Linked DNA regions of Hordeum vulgare: all the other regions are linked to region 2. Evidence: chromatin contacts called from public Hi-C data. All regions are on one chromosome and are shown on one strand. Each heading gives the region's core, a stretch centred on a gene start, on an enhancer-like site or on the middle of the called end of the contact. The rest is flanking DNA. Distances are from core to core; before and after follow the strand shown. Region 1 has its middle 4.4 kb from the start of LOC123410504. Region 2 overlaps LOC123434655 (pyridoxal reductase, chloroplastic). Region 3 has its middle 120 kb from the start of LOC123410504.

Region 1 (3,322 bases), core at 691-3,190, 460 kb before region 2:
CAGCCCGGACATAGTCGAGCCCCGTGTATAACTTGCTTCTAGCAAGACAGACCATCGCGACTTCCTAATGGAAAACGTACAGGGGCGCGAAAAACTGGGCCAGCCCGTCTTCCTCTGAAGGCAGTTCCGGTTTCTGCTTTACTTTTTTGGTCCTTTTTTCTGTTTCGTTTTTTTATTTCTTTTTTCGTTTTTCTGCTTCTGTTTTTCTTTCTTTTTTCTATGCTTATTTTTTAGCCTAAGTTCATGCTTTAAAATTACTCTTGAAATTCACAAAATGTTCTAGATTTTATAAAACTGTTCTAGATTTCAAATATTTCCTGTTTTTCAAAAACACTCCTAGCTTGGATAAATTTTCGGGATTTTAGAAAAATGTCTCATATTTTCAAGTAATGTTCGCCATTTAAAAAAATACTTTTTCTCAAGAAATATTATTGTTTCCTTTTAAAAAAATTTCTTCACTTTGGTCGCTTTTTCCTTTTCTTTTTTTCTGTTTGAAATTTTATAATTTTTGTTTTGAATTTTGAAAAATGTTCTCGTAGTCTTAATTTATATTTAAATGTCCGTGCTTCAAGAAATGTTCCTGCTTCGAAAATGTTTTCATATTTTAAATTTTTTCATGTTTCAAAAATTGTTCTCGTATTCAAAAACTGCATGATTTTTCAAAAAAATGTTCTTCTTTTCACATTTTAATAAAAAATGTTCCCATTTTACGAAAATTGTTTCTTTTTTTTGAAATTTGGTTCACGAATTGAAAACCTATTCAAATTGTGTTGGCTAATTCTAAAATTACTCATGGTTTTCAAATGTTCGAGAAGTTTAAACAATTTTCTTCATTTTCTAAAAACCATTTGCCGTTTCAATAAATGTATTTAAGTTGAAAAAATGTTCCTTTTTAAAAAGTGTACATCAGTTCAAAAAATGTCCCGTTTCAAAAATTGTTCATAAATTTCAAAAAATGTTCCTTCTTACAAAAACAATGTTCTGTGTTTGTAAATTGCTCCTGTTTTCAAATTTGTTTATAGATTAAGAATTTTTTTAGGTTTCCAAAAAAATTGTGTACTTCAAAATTGTTCGCCTTCCCAATTCTATCACGTTTTTTAATTGTTCTCCGTTTCAAAATTTGTTCTCAAAAATTAAAAAAATGTTCGTTCTTTAAAAAATTGTTCACTCCTTCAAATTTGTTTCCGTTTTTCAAAATTGTTTTCCTTTCCAAAAAAAATCTCTCAAGATTCAAGAAATGTTCGTGTATTTAAAAAATTGTTCGCGTTTCCAAATTTTTTCTATTTTTTAAAAATTGTTCTTCGTTTCAAAATTTGTTCTCAAAATGCAAAACGTGTTTGTGCCTCCAAAATTTGTTCGCGCTTTCAAATTTGTTTGGGGGTTTTCAAATTTTTTGTCCGTTTCAAATTTTTTGGTCTCAAGATTCAAAAAATTGTTCGCGCTCTCAAATTTGTTATATTTTTTCAAATTGTACTCAGTTTCAAAATTTGTTCTCAAAATTCCAAAAATCTTAGTGCTTTAAAAAAAATCCGCGCTTTCAAATTTATTTGGGGTTTTGTTCACTTTTTTTCTATTGTTCTAGATTTTAGTTTTTTTCTCAAAATTCAAAAACGTTCTTGCTTAAAAATCTGTTCGCCCTTTAAAATTTGTTCAAAGTTTTTTCAAAATTATTCTCCTTTTTAAAATTGTGATCTCGAGATTTTAAAAATGTGCGTTCTTTAAAATATTGTTCTAGCTTCCAAATTTGTTCACCATTTTTGAAAAGAAAAGAAAAGAAAAGGAAAAATAAAGGAAAAACGAAACAAAAAAGAAAATAAAGAGAGAAAGAAAAAGGTAACCGAAAAAAAGGAAAAAAATGGGCCGGCCCAATCAGGGCGTCCCCTGTGCGGCGCAGGGCTGCCTGCGATAGTGAGCGGCAGGTAGGAACTCCCCTTCCTAATCGGCGCTGTAAGCGCCGGCCAACGATCCTGGGGCTTGCAGGCGGTGCAAAGCGGGCCAGGCCAATTAACTTGCGGGAAAAAACAAATGCGAAGAAAAACTGGTTGATAATTTGAGCAAAGTGGGAATAGATCTGTGCTCTCCTAAGTCGAATGCATTCAGCCTTCCCAATAGACTAGGCTGAGTTTGTTGTCGACAATTAGCAAATAGAACTATTTGATCCTTCTAGTACAAGCGTTAACACATAGTAAGTTTTGTTAACATTGATTAATATAAAAAACAAATAAATCATGAATAATGAAAACATTTAAGAATTAAAAACTGTTCAAGGATTTCGAACAAGAAATCACAATTTTTTGAAAAAGTTCACCAAAATTGAAAAAACATTCATCAAATTTGAATTTTTTTTACTAAATTTGAGAAAAGTAACCGAATCTGAAAAAAAGTTCATCAAATTTAAATACAGTTCATCGAATCTGAAAAATGTTCATCAAATTTGGAAAAGTTCATTGAATCTGAAACTAGTTCATTGAATCTGAAAAAAAGTTCATCAAATTTTAAAAAAGTTCATTGAATCTGGAAAAATCATCGAATTTGAATAAAGCTCAACAGACTTGAACAAAGTTCATTAATCATTTAAAAAAGTTCATCGAATTGGAAAAAAAGTTCAAAAAGCTGAAAGAAAGTTCATCGATTTGAAAAAAGAGTTCATCAATTTTGAAAAATATAGTCATTTTCTAACAAAAGTTCATGGAGTTTGAGAATAGCTCATCATTTTCCTAAAAAACTCGAATTTGATTTCAAAAAGATAAAACAAAAACTCAAATAAAAGCTGGTTTTGGGAAGCTTCCACGGGATCCCCAATGAAGTGTGAAATATAAAAGGGAAAAACGCTAAGAGGGACCAAGTCATTCGTTGGACTAGTGGTTACGCTTCTTTTCCTCAAAGGAGCTGGTCACGGGTTGGAATTCCGACAGCGTCATCTTTGTTGAACGTTTTGAACGAAAACGACAAGAAGAAAAACACAAATGGGCCGAGCCCAGCAGACGCGCGTGCAGGCGCCGTTTTGCAGAAAGCGAAGAAACCGGCGCCTGTAGCACCAAATAGGATATGCCCAAACCATCGCCGAATCTCCTATTTGCTGCATTTTACGGCAAGTAGTGGAGGTTGTGCGTTAGATGCATCGATCGTTCTAACTGGGCTAGCCCATTACTGGTTTTAGAAACCTTCTAGAGTTTCTTACCTGGATATTTTCTAGTTTTGAAAAACTTGTATAAGGAACCCTCAATCGATTTTTCATTTTTTTTATTTTTTTTCGTTTTTTTATTTTTCTTTTCTGTTTTTATTTTTCTAGTTATTTTTCAAAAACTTTTTTGGATTTCCA
Region 2 (3,360 bases), core at 709-3,208:
ATATATACTATCAGCTAGATAGTATCCCTTGTTGTACTGGTGGTCGTTGATCTCAAAGTTGACAGGGGGGAGTGGCCTTCTGCAAGCCTTGCGAAGACTAGAGAACGCTGCAGCACGTTGATATCATTGTGAGAACCTGCCATACCGAAGAAAGAATGCCATATCCAAAGATCTTGCGAAGCCATCTAATATGACAGTGCACACTTTAACATGCCCCTTGTACTGGCCCTGCCAAGCAAATGGACAGTTCTTCCACTCCCAGTGCATACAACCTATGCTGTCAAGCATGCCTGGAAAGCCTCTAGCTGCGTTGGTTCGCCAACAATCTCTCTGTATCAGCGGCAATTGGCTGCCTCAAGTACTCAGGGCCAAACACCTCGATCACAGCCTGGCAGAACTTGTACATTGACATCAGACATGTTGTCGCACTCATACGCACATACTCATCCACCAGATCGCCTGAAATTCCATATGCAAGCATGCGGATGGCTGTGGTGCATTTCTGGTAAGAGGAGAATCCTAGCTTGCAAAGAGCATCCGTCTTGCACTGGAAGTATGGGTCATGAGCAACCACTCCCTCTCGGATACGATTGAACATATGCCTTGCCATACGAAAACGGCGGCGGAATTTATCCGGCTTGAAGAGCGGTGTGTTCGCAAAGTAATCGGCATAGAGCAGGGCCTGACCCCTCTCCCTGTTGCGGTTCAGGTTCGGAGCACGTCCAGGGAGTGACCCCTTGTACTGAGGAAGCTTCCGTTGAATGTGGTCGTGAACCATCACTGCAGCCACCACAATATCTTCATCATCGGACGACGAATCGTCCGATGAATAAATGAAGTGGTGGAAGAAAAACTCATCACCACTGTCCATACCTTTGCGGGCAAAGTGTCGAACACCTTGCGCTCGAGGTGGCAAAGAGGCCGCGATGATTACCTCGATGCAGGGGTGGTTGGTGGCCGGCTATTGGCTGCTCTGGAGCACTCGTCGGAAGCTGTCGTGGCCGCCGTGGTACGTCGCCTGCGGTCGCATCCACTCTGCCGCCGGCTACGACGGCGACGGCCAAACCTCCTCCGATCGACGCCCAAACTACGGCGAAAGCGCGGGCGTGGTGGCGGCCATGTCGAGACGGGGTTTGCTATGGACGGCCGGGGGATGAGGTGGCCGGGGAATAGCGGCGGCGCCGTCGGCGGGGCGGGAGAGGGGGTGGAGGCGTTGGAATTTCTGGGAGTACTTGTGTCCCCGACACGCGGACCACGGGCGGACAAGGGCGTGCGGCGAGCGCGTCCGCGCGATGTCCATTTCCTCCAAACTAGGCGCAAGTTTGGACCGAGGATGGGTCGAAAACGGGCAAAATCCAAACATTTGTCCATTTGGGTCCGCAGGTTGATCCGCGGTATTTGTTCGTTCTATTCCAAAAGGACGCACGCGAATAAAATGAGGTCGCGCGGTGAAGTTGGGGTGATGACGCACCATCGGAATCAGCGGGTGCATGTGTAGACGCCAAGTACAAGACGCACATGGACAGTAGCCGTCCGACTCGTGCACCACCGAAATCCATGGAAGTTCCTTGTTTAATCACAGAGAGGAAATCAAATTTGTGTGCACCTGATTGATTTCTCCTCTGCAGATGCATGCATGCTGCGTTTCCTTGGACGGAATGGTTCGTCGCTTCCGCCGGTGGTTTGTGGGCTGCGCGCGGCCGGCATCACGGCAGTGTTCGGCGTGGCCTTTTTCCACGCGCTAGTGCCGGAGGTTTCCTGTCGGTGCTATTTCCGCCTCGCGCCGATGCAGTCCTGTGTCGGAAATGCTTAGTTGCTCTCTATGAAGAAACTATCATGCTGATAACGTGTTGAAGATCGAAAGAGAGTCGAGAGACAACAAAATGAATCAACTCTATTATTAATGATTGAGTACAAGTATATGTAGCCCTTGAGGATGCGTCCAACAGACACGATGGTCCGAAAAGACACGAGCGAACAGTCGCGTTCCTTGTGCATGACGGTTAGGGATAGTGAAGATTCTTCTTAATTAACACGTGGGTTAATTAAATCTCAACAGGCAATCAGCATACAGCTCTAGACATCTAGTCAGGATTTATACAATGGTATAACTCTGAAGTTCTGAACCGAACTCTGAACTAGGCACAGAAGAGAAAGCAACCTGCTCTGCTCTTATTTCAGGTTGCTGTCATGTTTAATACGGAGTACTACAGTTTGCTCATGTGGTCTGAAATATGTTCTGAACCATTTTCTTGGGGCACTCCATCGCCGCGGCTTCCAGCTCTGAGATCTCACCAGGGCTCAGCCTCCAGCCAAGCGCACCCAAGTTGTCCTCCACGTGTCTAACTGTTTTCACGCCGGGAATCGGAATTGCGCCTTTGCAAATGCACCAGTTTATAGCCACCTGCATTCAGTTCAGGGTCAAACTTATACGATGTCGCGTTGTTTGAGAAATTCAGATTCGTGTGGCCATATTTTTATTATTTACTTCTTCCGTCTCATAATATAAAAACGTTTTTGATATTAATGTAATGTTAAAAATGTTTTCATATTGTAAAACGGAGTGAGTACTTTTTTGCGCTGGGTAAGGGATTTATAATTAGCCTGGACTGGAGAGGTCCATATCACAGTCTTACATAGACTTCAGGGCCATATATTTTTAACGATGAGGACAAATTACATTGACTTCATATCGACCCACGTGCTTCAATCTTTTCTTAAAGACCCTACATAAGATGGTTCTGTATTTGTCGGTAACATGTCATCGGCGCGCTAATTGGCACTAAACGCCTTACCATGATGCCCCTTCAAACATAACATTGAGATAGCGTGCTATTTAAAAATATGGACGCGACTACTGTCCTATGAGTCAGAGGTTAAGCAACAGATTCAAACGATCGTAACCTACCTTACTATTCAACACGCTCGATTTTAGTTTTCTTTCCAACGCCCTGATGCACTCTTTTCGTTTGTGAAAAAGTGGATCAGCTAATTACTCTCAATTGATCTTAAATCCGCATGCATGTACACAAAAACCAAAGTGTCATCAAAGTTTCCAATAAAAATCAAACTTTAAAACGTTTTGTAGCATAAACCGTTGCTCCGATTCAAAATACATTTTCACATAATTTTTTTGTCTCAACGAGACATCCCATATTTATATGTTCCGACAACTTTTTTTCTGATCAGAAGTTACCATATCTGTGATACCTAAGTTATCACATCTATGCTACATAAATTATTATCATATTTGAACCAAGTTACCGAGACATGAAAAAGTGTTCCTTCAGCCTTTTCTCATATGCACATGCATGAATGCATAAGAGGACAAAGCTAACCTCATCCTATATTTTTCCTCAA
Region 3 (3,155 bases), core at 66-2,565, 350 kb before region 2:
AGATTCATGGTGTTGATGGAAAGCGGAACGACATGGTGGCGATTGTGGGCACCGGAGTCATGGTGTGGAGGGCTCTCGACACTATTATGATCCCGTGGCTAGAGCAACGTCCAAGTCAGGGCTCGACCTAGATTTGATTGTTGGCGATGAGCTATGTCGATGGGGCTCGGGGCATGCCTATCACAACTGAATCCGATGGAGGCTTATGGTAGGGGCGTATTGGGTCTCGTGCAAGTGTCCTACCCATCTTCGCGGGCACCAGGTTGCAAGTGGTTTCGTCTTGAAGGCCACACTCGACGGGTGGCAGGCTTCGCGTTTGGTACGCTCGTGGCGGATGAGGTTGGTACTGTTGAGATGGCTTGATGGCTCGATTTAGAACAACTCCATCGGGGCGAACCGTTTGAGATCGCGCGTACAAAAATGATGATCCAACACGTCTATCTATTTTCAAAACGCGTTCGCGCCGACCCATTTCTAACCAAAATTTGAGTTTGAAATGCGTCGGTGCGGACGCAAAGTGGACGCGCACACGCCCTCTGGGTGTCCGCCCCAACCACCGTGTGCAACATAATTTACGATGAACGCCCTCCTCGGACCCACGCGTCAGCGTCCACGGTCGGCCTTTTTTAATCCGAGTGTGCGGAGGGGGTTCGGCCTCATCTTCTTCCAAACCCCCGTCCCCATCTCGCCACCCCGTGTTTCCTCGTCGGCGACCCTAGCCAGTAGCCATGGCCAACAACGGCAACATCCCCGTCGTCTATGCCCGCGTGCTGCTCCTGGAGGAGGTCGCCTACCTTCATCCTAAGCAGGCCATGGAGGAGGCGCCCGCCCTTGCTTCGCCCGGCTCCGTCAAAAACAACGGCAACACCCGTGTCGTCTATGCCCGCGCGCTGCTCCTTGAGGAGGTCGCCTACCTCCATTCTAAGAGGACGATGCGCCTAGGGCACGAGCGCGCCCGTGCTGCACCACCGCCTCCACCAGCACTGCATGCGCCAGCGTAGCCCGACCTCACCACCGCCGACGATGTCGACCTTCGTGGCCGGCTTTTGATGTTGGTTTAATGCTTGCATATTATTTTTGGGAATGATTTACTTTATTTATTTTTGACGCACTGGTAAAAAATGGGTCGGGCCAATGTTGAACGCATGAGCTGACCAAATGCAGAAACGGATGTTGATGCACATTAAACCTATTCAAACGGACGAAAAACGAACAAAATCATTGTACGTTTGAGTCGGCCTATTGGTGTTGCTCTTAGGACTACGAGGGATGCCAATGTTTGAAAGGGAGAGGACGGATTTAATCGGGTGGTCCCAGCATTTCGCTTTGATGGTGATGTCCGGGAGGTGGCTGCGCCAGAGGCTAGTCTTCGGTGTGGAGCCTTCCTGCGTGGAGCTTGGCGCTTGGCCGCCTGCGAGTCAGGATTGCCCTTCTTCGTTCATGTTGAGATGCACACCTGCAAGATGGGTGAGAGGTGATGCTTCCGCTCTAGTGGGCGGTGCCCGTGCATTATGACATCACCTCATCAGTGAGGATTAGTTCGAGGTGTTGGGACGACGACTCTGGGTGGCAGGTTGCCTGTTCGACTCCATGACGAGTCTCGTGGTGGTGGCAGTAGCTACGTCCACGAGTTATGGGGGCGAGAAGGGGGGTGACCGCGGGTGGTTTTTTGGCGGACAACTATGGTGGTGCCCAGATAGAATTGTGGAGACTTTCACATTCACGTGATGGCCCACGCACCTCGTTTATTGGAATGCGCATGGTTATAATATATAATTCTATTTTTGTGTCCATAATTAAGTAATATTTTTGTAATAGAATTGCATTGCTTATTTAACGAGAGATTTGGAGGAAAATTAATTGCACTAGTCGTCAACCCGTGCATGCGCACGGATTATTGATATATTATTGTACTTGTACTATTAGACACTATACATGAAATATATTCACAAATATGGGTAAACATTTACATATTATAGCTTGCTTGACATGTGATCATATTAGGCAAGGTACATATGTACAAAGCGCAATGCTTCATCGTTTATATAACAAACAAAGTGAAATTTCAATAGATATAGCATGAACCAGTGGAAGATTCCGTATGAACCCAAATTTTTCCTTTGTGCAATTCTTTATATATGTATTAAACCACTATGCATATCGGCATGTAAACACATATGTGTTTTAGTTTATGTTGACTAAGCTATGCAGAACACTAAATTTTCGTGAAAACTCGCGTACAACTTCAAGAACATGCAACGGTTTTAATCATGACAATTAATATAAAGTCTAAGCTTTGGTTGGGTATGGACCATCTTACAAATATGTGTCCTGCATGTAAAAATTAACTTTTCCCCAAAGTTTGGCCAAATCGTGTAGTGATATGTTACTTGTTGTTGGAATTCATAGACACCAATTTAAGAAATATGATTGTCATTTTGGTCTACAACTCTATGTATTGCAGCTAGACGTGCACACACCATCAAAATATAGATGACATTTTAGAAAGGGCGACCTTAGATAGTGGACATGTAATTAGTAACACTTTTACGTTGATTGCCTAGGTAGAAATTATTTAATAGAGCTAGGACATAAAAATATTCATAATATAACAATTTCATAGTTAGATGTTTGCACTTTCATATAATAAGTGCTGATCAATTAATGTATCCCAGAACATACAATGATAGAACATCATCTATTCTTGGGATGCAAAGATCAAGTGTGATTTCCAAATATTACAAATTTGTCTTACTTTCAACTTTGTGGTATGGTAATCACGTAGCTCCTCTTTTTGCTGTTGAGTCGAATGAACTATTATATGTTCATATTTCCCATTTTATAGTATAAATTGTTATCTACTCTTGATTGTGATTGGGCATATTGAGCAGGGTCAACGTCATGAGAAGGACTATTGAAAATGTGTCTCTATCCTAACTCCAGCATGACATGTCGAATTTGCACCTGTTACATGTATAGAGGCATAAAAATTAGAACAATTGGCATATATAAATCCATTTATGCAGTACACACAACAGATCCGATAATTTCACTATGAAGATCACGAGTTGAGAAATTGTCTCAACATGCTTTTATCATGGTACATACCATTTGATTACATATGTGTGGACATGTTACTTGTGCCAGTTGGCACC

Evidence for each region. A called contact is a pair of places that touch in the nucleus more often than the background predicts.
Region 1: a contact with region 2 is called in a Hi-C map of seedling, with 7 times the contacts expected there. The contact joins two enhancer-like sites. A contact is called at or near these places in 4 of 6 Hi-C or Micro-C datasets (leaf and seedling).
Region 3: a contact with region 2 is called in a Hi-C map of leaf, with 2.5 times the contacts expected there. The contact joins two enhancer-like sites. A contact is called at or near these places in 2 of 6 Hi-C or Micro-C datasets (leaf and seedling).

Annotation. Positions count from the first base shown.
Region 1 is chr1H:336,235,934-336,239,255 of MorexV3_pseudomolecules_assembly, reverse strand. No RefSeq gene overlaps it. Among protein-coding and RNA genes, the nearest start is that of LOC123410504, 4.4 kb to the left of the region's middle. Within about 2 kb of position 1,940, at least 3 of the 3 cell types and tissues checked have open chromatin away from gene starts, as enhancers often do. A contact at or near this core is called in leaf and seedling, where this site is marked.
Region 2 is chr1H:335,778,534-335,781,893 of MorexV3_pseudomolecules_assembly, reverse strand. LOC123434655 (pyridoxal reductase, chloroplastic) reads right to left here. Exons shown (of 8, transcript XM_045115525.1): 8 at 1,875-2,404. The coding sequence ends at 2,219. It also overlaps the pseudogene LOC123399041. Among protein-coding and RNA genes, the nearest start is that of LOC123434655, 12 kb to the right of the region's middle. Within about 2 kb of position 1,958, at least 3 of the 3 cell types and tissues checked have open chromatin away from gene starts, as enhancers often do. A contact at or near this core is called in leaf and seedling, where this site is marked.
Region 3 is chr1H:336,124,976-336,128,130 of MorexV3_pseudomolecules_assembly, reverse strand. No RefSeq gene overlaps it. Among protein-coding and RNA genes, the nearest start is that of LOC123410504, 120 kb to the left of the region's middle. Within about 2 kb of position 1,315, at least 1 of the 3 cell types and tissues checked has open chromatin away from gene starts, as enhancers often do. A contact at or near this core is called in leaf, where this site is marked.